Linked DNA regions of Mus musculus: region 2 is linked to region 1. Evidence: chromatin contacts called from public HiChIP or PLAC-seq data. All regions are on one chromosome and are shown on one strand. Each heading gives the region's core, a stretch centred on a gene start, on an enhancer-like site or on the middle of the called end of the contact. The rest is flanking DNA. Distances are from core to core; before and after follow the strand shown.

The links. HiChIP or PLAC-seq counts read pairs in DNA pulled down with a chosen protein or histone mark.
Region 2: a contact with region 1 is called in an H3K27ac HiChIP or PLAC-seq map of embryonic stem cells, with 10 read pairs. The contact joins two enhancer-like sites. A contact is called at or near these places in 1 of 484 Hi-C or Micro-C datasets (embryonic stem cells) and 5 of 115 datasets of contacts at active chromatin or transcription factors (embryonic stem cells, epiblast stem cells and stem cell-derived neural progenitor cells).

Annotation. Positions count from the first base shown.
Region 1 is chr19:14,654,247-14,657,470 of GRCm38.p6, reverse strand. No RefSeq gene overlaps it. Among named protein-coding and RNA genes, the nearest start is that of Tle4, 58 kb to the right of the region's middle. Within about 2 kb of position 1,895, at least 36 of the 459 cell types and tissues checked have an H3K27ac peak or open chromatin away from gene starts, as enhancers often do. A contact at or near this core is called in embryonic stem cells, where this site is marked.
Region 2 is chr19:14,834,458-14,837,234 of GRCm38.p6, reverse strand. No RefSeq gene overlaps it. Among named protein-coding and RNA genes, the nearest start is that of Tle4, 240 kb to the right of the region's middle. Within about 2 kb of position 1,409, at least 12 of the 459 cell types and tissues checked have an H3K27ac peak or open chromatin away from gene starts, as enhancers often do. A contact at or near this core is called in embryonic stem cells, where this site is marked.

The DNA of each region.
Region 1 (3,224 bases), core at 646-3,145:
GAACATGCCCTTCGGGGTTCCAAAAGCATTGTATCATAACCACACCTTAAGAAGAAACACCCCAAATCAGCAGACAATATTGAAAATGTGGTTGCTATGCAAGTTTCTCCTGAAATTTTGATAGTCCTCTTTTAAATCTCCTAATGAGAATAGAACTTTGTATGTTTTGCCTCATTGAATTCCCCAATAGTCTCTAGGAGACAAGCAATGTAATAAGCCCTAGTTCACATACAAGTCAGAGCCTGACTGTGAGAGGTACATTGTTCAAAACCATACAGCTAATGAGTAGCTGAACTCAGTTCTGCATTCAACTTGCCTGACCTCAAGCCCAGCCTCTGGTCACCACTTTATATCGCTACATTTATGACTCTTTTACTTTTGCACCCTTAATTTATATTGTAATTTGCTTAAGTTCAGTCTGCATTTTATTTGTAAGGTCTCTGGCTCTTCAGGTGTGAAGGAAATTTCTGAGTATGCCATGTGCACAGGATTGCCACAATATAATTATATGGTATCAGTGTGTACGTGTGTGTGTGTGTGTGTGTGTGTGTGTGTGTGTGTGTGTGTATGCTTAAAAGTCACGCCATCATTCTAAAATGTACTTTTCATGGATAAGAATACATACTTTGCTAAAGGCAGCATGTCAGGATAGCAATTATAGTTTCAGGATAAGCACAAATTAAGTCTACCACTTAAAATGCAAAAACTTCAAATATACAGACTAGATTCCAAAAATGGCCATTTAACATAGAGGTGTTGAATAATTCATGCCACACTATATGGGCAAAGCTTGCATACAGCTGGCATTGGTACAAGTCACGTATAAGCTTACACACTCCTGGTTGCTATTTATTGCCCAAATTTCTTACAAATGTATAATGTTGATTATAGAGGAAAGAAATGGAAATGTGGATGAATCTGTCAAGACTCCCTGACTCTCTTACCAGGCCTTGTGTCAGCAGAATACAATATTTACAAATAAAGACTGTGACTTTTTTTATAAGGTAAATATAGGCATACACTCATTAACACAGGAGATGCATTCCCAGAAAAGGGAGTGCTAAGTGAGGAGAAAAAAAAAATGAACCCTGTTCATTGTGGCATAGCCGTTATGAATCTATGTCCCTGAGATGTTTGCTCAATCGTTGTTAACAGTGCCTAACAATCCCTGTCCAAGAACAGACACTCAATAAATACTTGAATGAATGGATTATCCCTTGACCTCAACTCTCCTGAAGTCCTTGCATGCCTTTGGCCATTATCTGTTCTGCATAGCAGCCACACCTTTGGAGCCTGCCCTCCAGCCAGGAGAAATGTCTATCTGATCTTTGCATTCTCCTTCCACACAGTGGATCTTCCCCTAGGGTGCCTCAGATCACCCTCACAAGTTAAAATGCCAATTGATAGGCTTTCAGCCTTCTGGTCCTATCTCAGCCAAATTTCCTAACAAGCCTTTTATCAGTTAGTAGGCATTGACCTTGATCTGGTGGACACAAAGGGACAGCAGAACTTGAGTGTCAACAGAGGCTGACAAACCCTCTCTTAGTTGAGGACAGCCCAGCACACTTTAAATATCAAAATGGTGAAAGAGTTCCACTGCTCCGTACCTTGAGCTTTAATACAAAGATGTGAGTCGGTGGGGAGACTGCACTCCATAGTCTAGTAAGAGAGTAAGAGATTTGTAGTACAGCTTTTTAAAATACAGCATGCTTATCAGAAAGTGTACAAATCTAAAGAATTTATTTGACTGAATTTGGCAGAAGTGAGGAAATCACCACATAATGCAGATACAGATGATTATCAGCGAGGCTGTGATCTTACTCATAGCCTGCAGCCATTACTCACCCCTTGCTTATCTTATTTACTAGAAATGGTTTATCCAGTAAAGCCTCTTAGTGCAATATAAACTCACCCAGTGTCTTTCATCCAATCCTTTATCCTAGTGATTGCTGCGGATGGTTACAGGTGCTGTGACTCATTGCTGCTTCTTGCTGGGGAGTGGCCCATTGCATCATTATATCACCATTTGTCTAGGGTTGGGCTTGGTTCCTCCTGTCTGTAATCCCAGCGAGCAAGAGGCTGAATCAGGACTGCTGTGGGGTTGAGGCCAAACAGGGTTATATCCCAAAACCCTGTCTCAAAACAAAACAAAATACAAACAACAAAAAAGAAAAACCATGCTGCCTGAGAAATGATTCAGCATTTAAAAGCATTTGTTCTTGAAAAGGACCCAGGTTTGAGTCCCCAGCATTCACACGGCAGCTCACAACCATCCAAAGTCCAGTTCCAGGGGATCCTATATCTTCTTCTGACCACAAAGGACATCAGGCATACGTGTAATACACAAACATACATGTAAACAGAACTCTCATAAACATAAAATAAATAAATTTTTAAAAAGCTTTTTCTTTAATTCTTTAATCTTTTTTTATAGTCCAGTCTTTATCCCCTGCCCCCCACCTCTCCTATCCCAGTCTACCCTCTGGCTGTTCCTCATCCCATACCTCACCTCCCATCTTCAAGAGGATGTCCACACCCCCACACCTCCATCCCCACTCCCTGGGGCTTCAAGTCTCTTCAGGGTTAGATGCATCTTCTCTCACTGAGTCCAGACCAAGCAGTCCTCTGCTGTAAAAGCAAAATGAATAAATAATATCTGGGTTATTTGTTTTGTTTTTTTCCTTTTCTGATTTGGGGCTATTATACATAACGCCGTCTTCAATATTGCAGTATATTTTTTAGTGTTGGTATATGGCACTTACGTCAATATATATCTAAGAGAAAAATTAAGAGAGGCATATGGGGGTATGTGTTTGTATGTGCACATTCTCAAATGTATATATAAATGCGGAAGGAGGGGACAAACTCAGGTGTCACTCCTCAGACACTGTTGGATTTTTGGGATGGGTGTTTGTCCTTTTTTTTTTTTTTTTTTTCATAATGACAGGATCTCACACTACCTTGGCACTTGCTTAGCAGGCCAGGCTAGCTGGCCAGTAAACCTTGAGTTCTAGAGACCCACCAGTTTCTGCTCTCTTCCTCCTTCCTACTTCTTCCCCTTCTAACCCCCCCCCCCACCTCCCCATGCTGGAATTATATGTGTGTACTACCCACCTAACTTTAAAAAAAAAAATCTTCTTCTAGAAGCCAAACTTGTCCTTGTGCTTGCATGCACATTATTGACTTTCCTCCCATCCTGAAAAAGCATATTTTTAATGTATGGA
Region 2 (2,777 bases), core at 160-2,659, 180 kb before region 1:
GCACATTAACTGCTGGCGTGTTCTAATGCCTTAGAGCGACTCCATTAGTTTCCATTCTGCAGGATTGTTTTTTAGGAGAACAACTTTAAAAAATTAAACTAAATCCTTGATTATGTTGGGTGAAATGGTCTCTTTGATTATGGGTGGATTCACTTGTACAGAATAAAAGCATCCAACTCATTCCTGAAATAGTGTGTGTGTGTGTGTGTGTGTGTGTGTGTGTGTGTGTAGCCACAGTCCTGTTAGGCAGACCTTTATTACACAAATCCCATGGCCCTATTCAATTTACCAAACTGCCAAATTTCTGTTGAGTATCTACTAAACTCCAGAAACTTGACACAAGGTATAAGAAAGATGAGGTTCAACATGCTTTTATTCCTGTCCTGAAGGAAAATTTATTTGAGAACAGTCAATGAAGAGACATCCTGTGTATACATTCATGAGCAGTGTGAATCTGGGAGCACCACTGGTCTTTAGTCAATATCTTTTTCTAAGAAACTTCCACAGATCCCATTTTCTGCTTCCTAGGGTGAATTTGAGTCTGAGGGAGGGCACATGAATCTCAGCATGAGAGCAGTGTGTTGTCAGCACCACATAATGTTCACTTTATTGGATGGAACACAGGGCCCCCAATGGAGGGACTAGAGAAAGTGCCCAAGGAGCTGAAGGGGTCTGCAGCCCTATAGGAGGAACAGCAATATGAACTAACCAGTACCTCGTGTCTCTAGCTGCATATGTAGCAGAAGATGGCCTAGTTGGCCATCATTGGGAAAAGAGGCCCCTTGGTATTGCAAACTTTATATGCCCCAATACAGGGGAATGGCAGGGCCAGGAAGCAGGAGTGAGTAGGTTGGGGAGCAGGGTGGGGAGAGGGTATAGAGGACTTTCAGGATAGCATTTGAATTGTAAATGAAGAAAATATCTAATAAAATATTGTAAAAAAAAACCCTCAAAGTTGAAAAAAAAAATACAGCAGCTTAAGACTCTTTGCACAAGTGAGGATGTCTGTAGGTCCATGGGAAAGGGGAAGCCAAAGTAAGGAGGTGTGTGGGTTGACCTATTTTAAAATGTGAGGCTTGTCTGTCAGATGTGATGATCTTAAGGGCCTGGCCATGTCATTGCTCTTGGGATCGGCCTGTGGCTCTCATGTCCGGGTTCGGGCCTGGAAGGCATCTTGGAACTGAAAGAAAAGAGGGAGCCTAGGCTGATTGAGAAATAATGGAACCAAGACAACTAGTCTGCTCAAGGTTCAAATGTTTAATGGCGGACACGCTTTATAAAAGAGGTGGCGGGGGAGTCCATTCCCGCCAATTCATCCTTGGGGCCTGGAACCAGCTGCAGGTGAAGACGTTCAGGATAGGGCGCAGTCTCCAGTCTCCGGAATAGCTCGGGGCCTCTCAGCAGGTAGCAGTATCTTGAAGACAAACAGCCTTAGTGGCAGAACAATAGAGTGATCTTCTAGGGAGGAAGGCTCCACCCTAGATAATCTCCTTAGTGGCAGCAAGGTCAAGGTCTGGCTCAGCCTGCTTCAGTCTTATGGGAGGCTACAATTGCAACTTAACTAATTCACTTAGGTATTTCAGTCTCTTGCCTAGAGCATAAAGAGCAGAAGTAGAAATCAATGGAAAAATATACATTCCACATCTAATATAGAAATACATTTCACAAAGGGGGAAATTATTACCCCAAGACCCAGGCTGTACCCCAAAGCTCCAACTAATATACAAGGACAATGGTGACTTAGGCTGCTTGAGGGCTAATAAGCATCGGCTAAGTCTGTGGAAAGTTTAGAGTCTTCTAAAAGCAGCTAATGGTCACAAGTATTATTTTTCTTTAATAACTGAGAGGTGTCAAATTATCAAATTTGGGGAAATTTTTATTCTATACTTATTGAAAGCTATGAAGGCAGGAAAATATCAAATCATGACACACAGCATTCAATTTATTCAGGAACTATTTCCTGAGTAGCTATTATGTGCCACAAACTATGCCAAGCCTTGTGAATATAAAGTAAAAAGGACATTAATCCACAATCTGGAAGTTTCATTTTTTTTAGAAGGAAAAGCTTTAATGGTGACTGCCTGGTGCAGCCAAGTCCCACTATACTTATAAAGACCCAAGAGGGAAGACGGAAACCTTTCTAACCACACGTAAGAGCAAAGAAAGAAATTGATCATATTTAGTATGATCAAAATTGACATATTTAATAATATAACAATAAAAACTCTGTATGGGGCTATGAAAAAAACAGATCCTAAAATGCATCATAGTACAGATGATAGAGTTTTAATTTTTCAGATAAGATACACTTTCATCTAGAGTCAAAGACAGAAAACAGCAAATGCTTCACAACTACATGAAAAAGATCCACCTCACTAGCAATCAAATCAATGCAAATTAAAATGAAATACTATTTTTGTCTACCAAATTAGTGAAAGAACATAAAGGATAGTCCCCTGTCCAGAGAAGGATGTGGTGACGGGGATGTTTTCATACCTTGCCGGCTGTCAGCAAAGTGTACTGACCTTCCTGGAAAGGAATGTGGCCAAGTGCTGAGAGCCTCTTTGCTGCTGAGAATTTTACTGTTAAAGTTTATCCCCAAGAACTTGCTGAGAAATTTGGGCAGTGATTAATATACTGACAGCACCCCAACTTCCTAACAGTAAAGCTTTGAAACCAATAGCATTAACATCCCAAAGGAGAAGATATTAAATAAATTCTGATATGCTCTAATCTTATAATGCAATAACGTCTGGAAAATGTTCAACATTTTAAAA